3 separate regions of the Hordeum vulgare genome follow, and regions 1 and 2 are each linked to region 3. Evidence: chromatin contacts called from public Hi-C data. All regions are on one chromosome and are shown on one strand. Each heading gives the region's core, a stretch centred on a gene start, on an enhancer-like site or on the middle of the called end of the contact. The rest is flanking DNA. Distances are from core to core; before and after follow the strand shown.

Evidence for each region. Hi-C and Micro-C count contacts between places; a contact is called where the count stands out from the background.
Region 1: a Hi-C map of leaf shows a contact between it and region 3, with 5 times the contacts expected there. The contact joins the enhancer-like site here to the promoter of LOC123409945 in region 3. A contact is called at or near these places in 1 of 6 Hi-C or Micro-C datasets (leaf) and 1 of 1 datasets of contacts at active chromatin or transcription factors (embryo).
Region 2: a Hi-C map of leaf shows a contact between it and region 3, with 7 times the contacts expected there. The contact joins the promoter of LOC123432356 here to the promoter of LOC123409945 in region 3. A contact is called at or near these places in 4 of 6 Hi-C or Micro-C datasets (leaf and seedling) and 1 of 1 datasets of contacts at active chromatin or transcription factors (embryo).

Annotation. Positions count from the first base shown.
Region 1 is chr1H:303,567,167-303,570,747 of MorexV3_pseudomolecules_assembly, forward strand. No RefSeq gene overlaps it. Among protein-coding and RNA genes, the nearest start is that of LOC123432356, 18 kb to the right of the region's middle. Within about 2 kb of position 2,070, at least 2 of the 3 cell types and tissues checked have open chromatin away from gene starts, as enhancers often do. A contact at or near this core is called in leaf, where this site is marked.
Region 2 is chr1H:303,584,997-303,588,513 of MorexV3_pseudomolecules_assembly, forward strand. It overlaps LOC123432356 (alpha-galactosidase-like), which reads right to left and starts at 1,926. Exons shown (of 15, transcript XM_045115386.1): 1 at 1,683-1,926; 2 at 260-318. The coding sequence starts at 1,837.
Region 3 is chr1H:303,948,247-303,952,045 of MorexV3_pseudomolecules_assembly, forward strand. LOC123409945 (alpha-galactosidase 1-like) reads right to left here and starts at 1,722. Exons shown (of 13, transcript XM_045102817.1): 1 at 1,458-1,722; 2 at 1,322-1,383; 3 at 1,140-1,196; 4 at 941-975; 5 at 729-832; 6 at 559-634; 7 at 335-459; 8 at 65-213. The coding sequence starts at 1,624.

The sequences.
Region 1 (3,581 bases), core at 820-3,319, 380 kb before region 3:
TCATGAAAATAGACATAAAATTGTAGGTGATTAATATGCGCTGAAGATTATTCAATGGTATTCAGTCAGTCATAAAATAAATTATTAAATGTAAGCATGCAGATAATTTATCCATACTGAAAAATTGAATAATCAATCAATGAAAGAAAATAACATGGAACATTGGGTGGTAGTCCTCCCGAAAATTCCAAGAACATACGATAGTCTGATCGGGTGTTTGAAGCGACGCCTAAAAGGGATAAAAATATAAAACACGCCTCAGTCGGGCATCTGAGAGACACCGCATAAAGGGATTATATGAAATAATAAAATGTGTGTCGTGGTCAGGCGTCTGAACGACATCGTATAAAGGGCTTATATGAAATAATAAAATGTGTGTTGTAGTTGGACGTGTGAGCGACACCACATAAAGGGCTTATATGAAATAATAAAATGTGTGCCGCACTCGGGCATGTGAGTGACACCACATAAAGGGCTTATATGAAATAATAAAATATGTGTCGTAGTCGGGCGTCTCAGCGACACCACATATAGGGCTTGTATGAAATAATAACAATGAATATCGAGGAGGTAGGACCATACGAGGGATATTCAAGATTCACATACAGAAAGAGGTTAGTCCATAACAATATAAATATGGTCATCCACCATGATTTACGATTATCCTCATAGTTAAAATAATTTCCTTCGAAGACCGACACTTGACCTATCCCACACAGTAGTCCTTAACCGCGGACATGGCTATCCTAATAGATGTTATAACTCTATAAAGGGTGTACTCTTTACCCACGTGTAACAGATTCTTTAGTCAACCAGAGATGTCAACTAATTACGATTACAGTCTTTGAGTTGAAAACACACCTGACCCGCACACACCAGTTTAATTTCCCGATGCATGGAATCACCCACGGCACTCATTAAGTAAAACTCTAAGTGGGGAGACTCTAATCTCGATTAGCATGGGATCAAACATATTTATACCGCGCACAACAGGGGCGCTACCCCCTCGGTCCAACTAGGACACCCATGCCTTGGACCAAGTGGCATGCCTACCAGATGCCTCTGATATCTTCCACTTTGTCCTCTATGTACGGTGTGTGCCAAGAAAGGGGTTAACGACTTACTGAACTGCGCCCTGCTAGTGACAGGGACAAGTGGTAGTACGAAACAAGTATGTAAGGTTACTGGAACAATACTCGATCTACGGTCGACTCAGGAGCCTTATGTATTCCCTCCATGGTTAGCACAACAAATTTTTCTTCACAAATATATGATAGAGTCACCCCTGTCATACCCCACCATGCCTCCAGGGATCACCCCCGTCACAACGGGATACCCGTCCATTGGTCGTGTCTACCCGAGACATAACTTTCTTCCGTATTTCATCCTGTTATCATCCACGGGTGTGGCTTGAAGAGTTGACTACTATCACAAGCACTTCATGCTTAAGATAAATGAAGTTTTCACCGCTCACAATATGCATGAAAATGTCACCATATAGTTATGCTCACTTCATCACCATAACCATACAAATCATGCATCACCAAAAACAATCACTCAACCAAATCATATCGGTGTCCAAGATGCTAGCCTTTAGTATGTAGAAGGGTAGGGTGCCCTCCAAAACTTTGAAAGTTTTATTCTTCCCTCCTTTTCCTATTTTTGGAAATATTCGAATCGACACACAATCCCAAAACATTACCAAAAAGTTATTTGGAAAATTTTCAAATAAATACTAAAATAAACTAGAGGAAATTTTAATGAGGTGTGACAAAGAATTAATTCGTTTGAAGTTGTAGTTTAAAAGATAGAGGTGGTCAAAGTTCAACCAAATTCCTATTTTTAGTTCATACAGATAAAGGAAAAAGGTTCGGCTAGGAATACGTTTTCATAATGGGGAAGATGTATTCATTGAAATACGCCTTCACTTACAACCGACTCGGTGCGCCTTGGGTTGCCGACGGTGGGACCCGTGGTCCCACCCGTCGGGTTTGATTGGTCCACGTGCGGGCTTGCCTTCTCCATGCAGAACAGCGGTGGCTTCCCCAAGGACTTCCAGGCATGGGAATGGATCCACGGGGTCCCGATTGTCCTTTCGGTGGTCACCGCGGTCGTAGAGGTGGGCGGGGTTGCCGGTAGCACAATCTCCACCAGACGGCGGCAACGGGCAAGGAGGGCCTTTGGCTTCGGGTGGCTCTCGAGCTTAGCTAGGAGAGGGAAAATCTTCGCACGGGCGACGCAAGGCTAATGGTGACGCGAGAGAGGGCAGCAAGGCTGGGGCTCGGGTGAAATTAGAGGAACTAACGATGGCGGTCGAACTCGCCGGAGGCGATGAAGAAGCTCCCTTCGGCTAAATTGATTTCTCTTGTGGCTCTAGGGGAGTGGAGGGTGTGGCTCTGGTGGCAAAAGGGATCGAGGAGGGCGGTTTTATAGGCCAACGAGGTCGGTTCCCGCGTCGGTCGAGGATAAGATCGCCTGGTCTTCGTATCTGTAGTTGGGGGCAACATGGCAATGGCTGGCGAGGCTAGGAGCAAGCAGACGAACTCCCACACTGCTCCAGGGGCTAGTTGGTTGGTAGAGAGGGCTCAGGGCGCTGCCGACCTGAGCAGGGGCAGATGCGGCCGGAGCTAGCCGCCAGGCGATGGCGGTGGCTCTCAGCGTGCAGGGGTTGTCATCGATGCTAGCAAGGGGAAAGGAGCACTAGCTTGGCTCTGCGAGCGAGGGAAAGGCCAGTGGCACGGGGGTAGATGGACGCGACGGCTCGGCTACGCTAGCTGCAACAGGCCCGCTCTGGGCGTGCACTGCACCTGCTCGATGAAATGCGAGGGTCTACTACAGGGCTTGGATTGAGCTGCAAGTTAACAAATTAGCTAGGGTAGGTCGGATAGGTTGAGTGGACATGCTGGTTTGGCTACAGGTGCAGGTACATAAGGCAATCTTAGAACCATGTCAATTCTGGCCATGCCCTTAAGGTGCTCGATAGAATGCTATAGGCATCAAATGGGTTTGGTTGGTGGCCAAATTCTCTAGGTTGGGGTCTCATTAGGTGCTCGCAAGGATGGTCAAGTTAGTTTTGGAAAAACAGAAACTTGTTAATGTAAGTTTTACAAAACTACATTTCTATTCAGAAACTCTAGGGGTTAGTTGCATCGGCTCAAGCTATCCCAATGGGGCTAATCTCCTTGAACTAAGGGTTTGGTAGGGAGTAATATAAGCACTAAAAATATTACGGCCATTAGGGTAAAGGAAAATAGAGTTGCAGTGCAAAGTGCTAAAATGGACGAGAATGAAAATAGGGATGATTTGCTCAAATTTTCCGAAAGACCGAGATGGGTTTTTGAATAAAAGTGATACATAGGTATCACATGACATATCCAAAAAAATTGTAGATTTTTTTAAAAAATATTTTAAAGGGTTGTAGTGCAATAGAAGTCATTTAAAGAATACAAAATCCATTTAAAAGGATTAAGCAAGGGAAGTTTAATTATAAAATATTATTCAATAAATTATTAAAATGAAAAGAAACCCTTTTAAATCAAACATCCAAGTCCCGCAATATTTTCCAAATGTTTCTGTTGGAG
Region 2 (3,517 bases), core at 676-3,175, 360 kb before region 3:
GACCCGATAATTGTCCCCGGGTCAGCATCACCCAAGCAATGGCTTCACGAATTTTTGCTAACCTACTAGTAGTACTATACTGTTACAGAGCAGCGTCCGGCGTGATACTGATAACAACGACATGTCCGAAAAGCACAGCAAGATTATCCGGTGATTGGACCGAATGTGCATCGAACAAGTGGAAGGGGTTGATATATACAGGCAGGTCATAAGATTTGAGACTTGAAACAGGGGCTGGATTTAAGAGAGTGTCCCGTACCTGTCTCCCTGATGACCCGCTCGTTGATGTCGCAGTAGAAGTGGTTCCAGCTGTTCCACCTAACACAAAGAAATGTTTCATCGTCAGTCGGGTCGGGATTAGATTTAATCGGGTTAAAATTAGAGGAGAAAACGGTGAACCATGACGATTAAAAGAAAGCTCGTCTTTAGAAAAATGGGGACTCGTGACGAGGCTCGTCGGAAGAAAAATCCCGACCCATGACATGTTTACTTCTAGACACCGTATTTTTTTTTACTGTGTGGAGATTGAGCAACCGACACAGAGAGAAAAATACAGTATCAATGGCTAGTCGCCGGACCGGATACGTCATGATGAGCCATCAGCAGCACCAGGACGGCAGTACCGTACGGTTCAGGTTGCGCGGTTAAAATACTCGTATATGTGCATGCAGCGCGAGGGCAGAGGCCAAGGGACAGGCACAAAGGCCAACAGAGAAAAAGGAAAAAAGAAAGCATAGATAAAGGGATAGGTCGTCAAATCTTTTCCCTGTTCCTTGGGCGTGCTTTGCTCGCAGGCAGGCCCCCCTCGGTTGTTCCGCAGTTTTTATTTTCTTTCAATTATATATATAGATGAAGACCACTGTAGATTTTGCATTGCTGATACTAAATATAGATGAAGTCACTGATGTAGGAGCATATAGTAGTAGGAGTAGCAAATACTGCTAGATCCATGTGTTAAAAACAAATGCATGGTTCCATGCGAAATCTGGAGTACACGTACACACATGATCGTTCCAATATAAATGCTGGCCAAAAAAAATACGAGTATATCTTTAGATCTACGACTGGACGAGGGGAGCAGAAAAATGCACGCGTGCTGACGTCCAAGCATTCATCTTACTTACTCCCCTCGTGGCTCAATCCCTCATCTCATCGCCAAATCTCCCATCAAATCCACCCAAAATAAAAATAGGAAAACTGTATCTGTAGGCTGTGGCGACGAAGCGGGGCATAATAAATCGAGATTGGAAATATCGCGTGCGCGAATGGAAGAGAAGCGGCCAAAGCCCAAAGGGGCTTTAAACAAAAGCGTCCAAACCCGATGATGAAATCGGAGGGAGCCACCCGCGCCTTTCGCTGCCGCCGCACGCGAGACGCGCATGAACGTCCCTTTCATCGCACGAAAGCCACCATTATCACCACGCACGCACCACGGCAGATTATCTACCACCACGAGCTCTACCCCCTACTCCAGAGCGATGATAGTACTACGTAGGAGTAGTATATTTTCATGTTAATAATGAATTGTTATTTTCTGCTTTGTTCGTGCGGGTTGTTGGGCGGTAGCGTAGCGCGAGGGGCGGAGGATACGAATCGAATGCATGCCATAGCGGGCGAAAAAACGAAGAGGAAAAGACAGGAGCAGGGGGTTGGAAGGTGGCAGCGCGAGCGAGAGTACCCACCCCATCTGCGGCGTCCTGCCGAGGCCGTTCTCGAGCGCCTCCCGCCGCGCGCCCAGCGTCGCGTTGCCGGCCGCGTCCACGGGCACCCTGGCTCCCTCCGCCGGCGCCGAAGCCGCCGCGACGAGCAGCGCGAGAAGCAGCGAGGCGCGCGCCATGGCCCCCGGTGCCGAGCGAGCGGAGGAGCAGAGGAGGGAGGAGGTGGGGTGGGTGGGGGCGGGGCGGTACTGGTGGCGCCGGTGAGTGACTGCTGAGGACGCGTCTGACGGGGCCGCCTTTATATAGGGCCGCGCGCGGGGGACTGCGGGGCCGCGGGGTTCAAAATATTAAAGGCGAGATATTAATATTAAGGAGTAGTACTAATTTTATTTGGATATTTTTGGGTTCTGTGTGTATGCACCCCTGTGGCTTGACTTGAGTCGCCCGGTTTGCCTCGGTTGGGTCCGCCAATGACCGGCAGAGTACGTGTTCGGTGCAGTGCTCCGTGGGATCCAGCCGTGGTTGGGATGCCGGTGGTGGCCCGCTGTCAGCGAGACGGGACGTTGTGTGTGCTATGTACATGAAGGAAATGATCAACCAAATGATTTCTCACAACCTTTTTTTGACAGCAAAATGATTTCTAAAAACCTTACAAAACATAATGACCCCTAAAAGAAAGGAAATTCTTTCCTGCGCATAATTTAAAGGGAACGCTACGCGATCCGTCGAATGATTTTTAAAAATTATCTGTCATCTAGCTAGCCGTCGGATGTCGATATAAGGCCCCGCATCCCCGACGCATGGTCAGTAGTTATTTCCTGAAACGACGCTCGAGTTACGGAAACTTTTGCTTTGTTGCAAGAAATAAACTTTGGATCCGTTAATTCCTAAAACAACGGTCGAGTTTTAGAAACAATTTGCTTGTTGCATATTTTTTTTTCTTCGTCTTTCTGTAACATAGGTATTTTTATGGAATATTTTTTTTGCAACAAAGGTCGAGTTTCAAGAAATTTTGCAACGAAAGTCACGTTGCAGCTGGGATCCATGCTCAACGGAGAGTCGGGCGCGCGAGCAGGGACGCATCTCCAGCGAGGCAGAGAAGCTCCCCGGCGGCGGGAGCTCGCCGGCATCCACGCCGCACACCTCCTCGTTCGCCGTGCGAGGTGGGGATCCGGCGAGGGGCAGGATCTCGTCGGCGAGGTGGGGATCCGGCGAGCCGGCGAGGACCGACGACGACGGCGGTTTGCCGGGCTCCGGCAGGCTCGTCCCCGGTAGCAGAGGAGCCACGATGAGGAACCTGGAGTGCTCCAGCTTGAGCCCCCGTTCCTGAAACAACGAGCCAATTTTGAGAAATGGTTCATGATCGAGACGAGATCTAACGGACGAGCGGACGACGAATGGATCAACCGGATCAGCCGGTGGGATGTAATCGTTTCCCATAATTTAAACATCACAAAATGATTTATCAAAACCTTACAAAACCTTTTTTTTTAAATGAAGATTATGTTGCATTCGTGGAGCATTCTTCCCTGCGTATAGCAAGTTCGCTTCCCGAGGCAAACCTCTAACAAACGCATGATGACATTTTAGTTCTTCTCGCATGACAACTCTAACGTTCGCTAACAATTTTTCTCCCGGAGAACGTTTGCGAGATATTCGTGTCGAAATAGATAAGGAAAAGGTAAAAACCATGTTTAAAAAATAAATCAATTTTGATCCTTAAATTTACTTCATAGGAAATTGATTTTGTTTTTGTTTGTCCATCCATGGTTCAAAAGGAGCAAAACATATCTTAATTCTATATAAAGCGTGGAAAACAGAGAATGTTTTTATTTTCCTTGTTTTTAGTGTACATATTA
Region 3 (3,799 bases), core at 472-2,971:
CTAGATAAGATGAATCCATCCAATGTCTCATAAGATGAGTTTGTTCCGGGGAGAGACTACTGACCGTTCCAGCCGCCGGGGCGCGCGTACTCGGCCCACACCTCGTTCTGGTCCGCCCTGGACACCATGCTGTCCCAGGTGTCCTCGATGTCGTTGGTGGTTCTCCAGCTGTTGCCGTACGCCGCGCCCCACCGCGCCGGGTGCATGTCGCCCCTGCTCAACGTCGCCGGCAATGACACGAGCCACGAGGATAAGGAGCTCGTCAAGAATGCACAACTCGCATCATTTACGTAGTGCTGCTACGTTTATACTGTATACAACACGGTGGTGTTACCATTCGCAGAGGTTGAAGAAGATGGGGCGGCCGGCCTGCATCAGAGCCTTGCTCATCTCAGGGTACCTCTCCAGCGGCTTCGTGTCGCCGTTGTTGCAGTTGTCGTACTTGAGGTAGTCCACTCCCTGAAACCAGCACGCAAATCCCATTGATGAAATCAACAAAACACATCAGAGATATGCACAAGTGCGATAGATAAAGCTTGGAATCGATCGATCGCTTACCCAGGAAGCAAAGGTTTTGGCGTCCTGCTCCTCGTAGCCGAGGGATCCGGGTTGAGCCTTGGCGCAGGTCTTGTATCTTCAGACAAAATTTACGATCAGAGGACTGCAAGTTACTGTGACAGCTTACTACGAGAGCCACTGTGCGATCCTAGTATCCTATGTGTACTTACCCAGCATCGGAGTAGATGCCGAGCTTGAGCCCCTTGCTGTGGACGTAGTCCGCGAGTGCCTCTATCCCGTGGGGGAACGTATTCTTGTTCGCCGCAAGATTGCCCTGCAGCAGCATAAGCAAGTGCAACAATTGATGGATCACCCTCCTAAAAAAAAATCTGCAGAAGAGTGTTCGGACTCGAGACATCTGAAGGGCAGATTCTGTACAAACCTTTGCATCACGTTCAGGTTCTGCCCAGCAATCATCTGCAGAAGAAAGCACACAAATTAAGTCGGCTCAGGCCACTTGTAACTAATCAATCAATTACATCACGTAAAAGAATTCTTCAGTGCAGAAACAGGGAAGCACAAAATAAATAAATAAATATAAATAAAGGCCAAGGGCGTATGAGAGTGTGGCAGCAACGCACCAAGATTGACGTATTTGTAGCCGGCAGCTGCGAGCCCGGTGGAGACAAGCGCATCGGCTGCCCAGGCAGACATACAGTACATACAAGACAAGAAAATATAAAAGTTTACAGCTGCCTGTTGCGATTTAAAGGACAGTTCAACAGTAAATAAGAAGCAGAGGGACTATCAGCTCAGCTCGTACCGGTCTCCCTGATGACAACCTCGCCGTTGCCGTCGCAGGCGAAGTGATTCCAGCTGTTCCACCTGCCGACGAGAGATAGAAGAAGAGGGGATTAGATCAAGGATCATGCACCGCGGCTAAGCAGCAGCTATCTTACCCCATGGGGGGCGTCGCGCCGAGGCCATTAGCCAACATGCTCCGCCGGTGCGCCTCTCCCACGTGCACCACCCTACACTCTCCCACGGCGGCGGCGGCGGCGCAGGCCAGCGCCACCAGCAGCAGCGCCGGTAGCCTGGTCCATGGCCGGCCACGACAACCCTCCATCGATCTCTCGCCGAGTCGGAGTCTCCCCCGCTGCCTGTTGACCAGGACGTAGCGGCCGATATACGTGTCTGGCCAGGAACAACCGGGCGGGAGGAATTTTGTAGACGATTCTTGTGGCGCTCGTGTTTATATATACCACGTCCCGGGTCAATTATGAAGCCTATCTACATCAAAATTAACACGCTGTCCGGTTCATAAACCATATATGGAATGTTGTAGACGATTTCTTTTGGCACTAGTGTTTGTATATACCACGCTCTGGGTCAATTATGAAGTCTATCTAGATCAAAATTAGCGCGCTGTCCGGTTCATAAACCACATACTTCCAACTCCAATGAATGAGCCAGGCACGCATTTCAAAATTATATTTGAACCATGAATTAGAGTAACCAAATATAAATTATATACGTATCAAAAATTATATCGTTGAATTCGTATTTTAAAAAGTTTGCAATGACCTAATTTTTAGAGCACTGTTTCGACATGACCCCCTACTACACCTATACGGGGCAATATGGACCTTTTGTAAATTGTATCCATTTTCATATAGTGGGTCCCTCGCCAAAATGTATATGTCGTCCACGCCCCCTAACTCGAAACCTCGCCGTTCAGAGCCAGACACACTAAACGTATATGTTTATTTTTCTATTTTTTCAAATTCGTGATTTTTTAATAATAAAGTTTTCTCATATTCTTGATTTTTTTTCTCAAATTGGTGAATCTTTTTCAACTTCACATTTCTTTGTTCGAAATTTCACTATTATTTCCCAAATTCATGTAACTTTTTCAGTTTTTTGCTATCACTCTAGTGAACTTTTTTCAAATCCATGAAAATTTTCAGTTTATTTGTAAGAAAAATAAAACCCAAGGAGTTTTTCAAAACTAGAAACCTTTTTCCATTTCATGAATAACTTTTTAGATTTTTCAGTTTTTTTAGAAAGCCCCCATCTTTTTATTTCTTGTTCGTAATTATTTTGCTTATCATTTTTTGTTTCATTTTCCTTTTGAAAAAACAATCGAGCTTTTAGAAAATTATTCATTTTGTTTTTTTTACAAATTTTGTATAAAATAATTGTAAATATGAACTTTTAAAAGTTTCTAAATTTTTTTAAAAGAGAAACATTATTTGAAACTCCCCCAAAAAATCGAAATTGTAAATAAATTTTAAAAAAGGAACATTTTCTGAATTAGTGCACAAATTTGGAAAATGGGGGCATTTTTTGGATTGGTGAACTTTTTTCAAATCCGCGAGTGCTCGGTCGGTCCAACACGCGCCCGACGGGAGAGGTGACGTTGCCTAGTTGGGTTATGGTCTAAGATTTTTTATGTTATATAATTTTGTTTTGCTTGCATTTTTTGTGAATTCATTTTTCTCTTTTTTGGACTTTATTATTTTATTTCAATACTGTTCAATTTGAAATGTTTTTCCGAATACCAAATCATGGTTTCAAATTCTTTTTTCATTCAAATATTTATTAAGTGCTTTTAAGACAGCAATTATTGTTTAAATTATTATTTTAAATGCTTAATCAATTAAACCTGACATGGATATCTATCATGAGCTTGCCAACTTGCTTACAAAATTTGAAGTGAAATCAAGAATATGCAAAAAAAAACATGTCAAACATACGGCGTGTGTGTGTAGGACAGAACGTTGCGTTTGAGAGCACGTTTTTCTCAACATCCATGAAATGGATCCAATATTTTTCCGTGGCATTGTATGAGCAATTCAATGCACCATGCCAAGTTGTTTTGGCAAATTTTATATTTTCTGAAGCTTCCCCGATGAAAAAAGGCCGATAAATGGTCGAATGTGTCGCAACTTGCATACGGTGTTGAAAATTGTTCAAACCTGACATGAATGTCTACAATACAAAAGTTAAGATCATTTCAAAGATGTCCAAATATAGACCATGTTGAACGGAGGGTGTTCGGGTGGGCCAGAAGGCTTCGTTTGAGAGCACGTTGTTTCTCTACGGCCTTCAATGACCATAATCTTTTTTTCATGGCCTTGTATGACCAATCCAAGGTACCATGCCAAGTTGTTTGGGGTTTTGATGAGTTTTGCATTTTTTATTTTTTTTCCTGTGATAAATGACCGGTAAATGGGCACACGTGTTGCAACTTGAATACAATGTCGAATCTTTCAAACGTGGCAGGAATTCCTACCTTGGA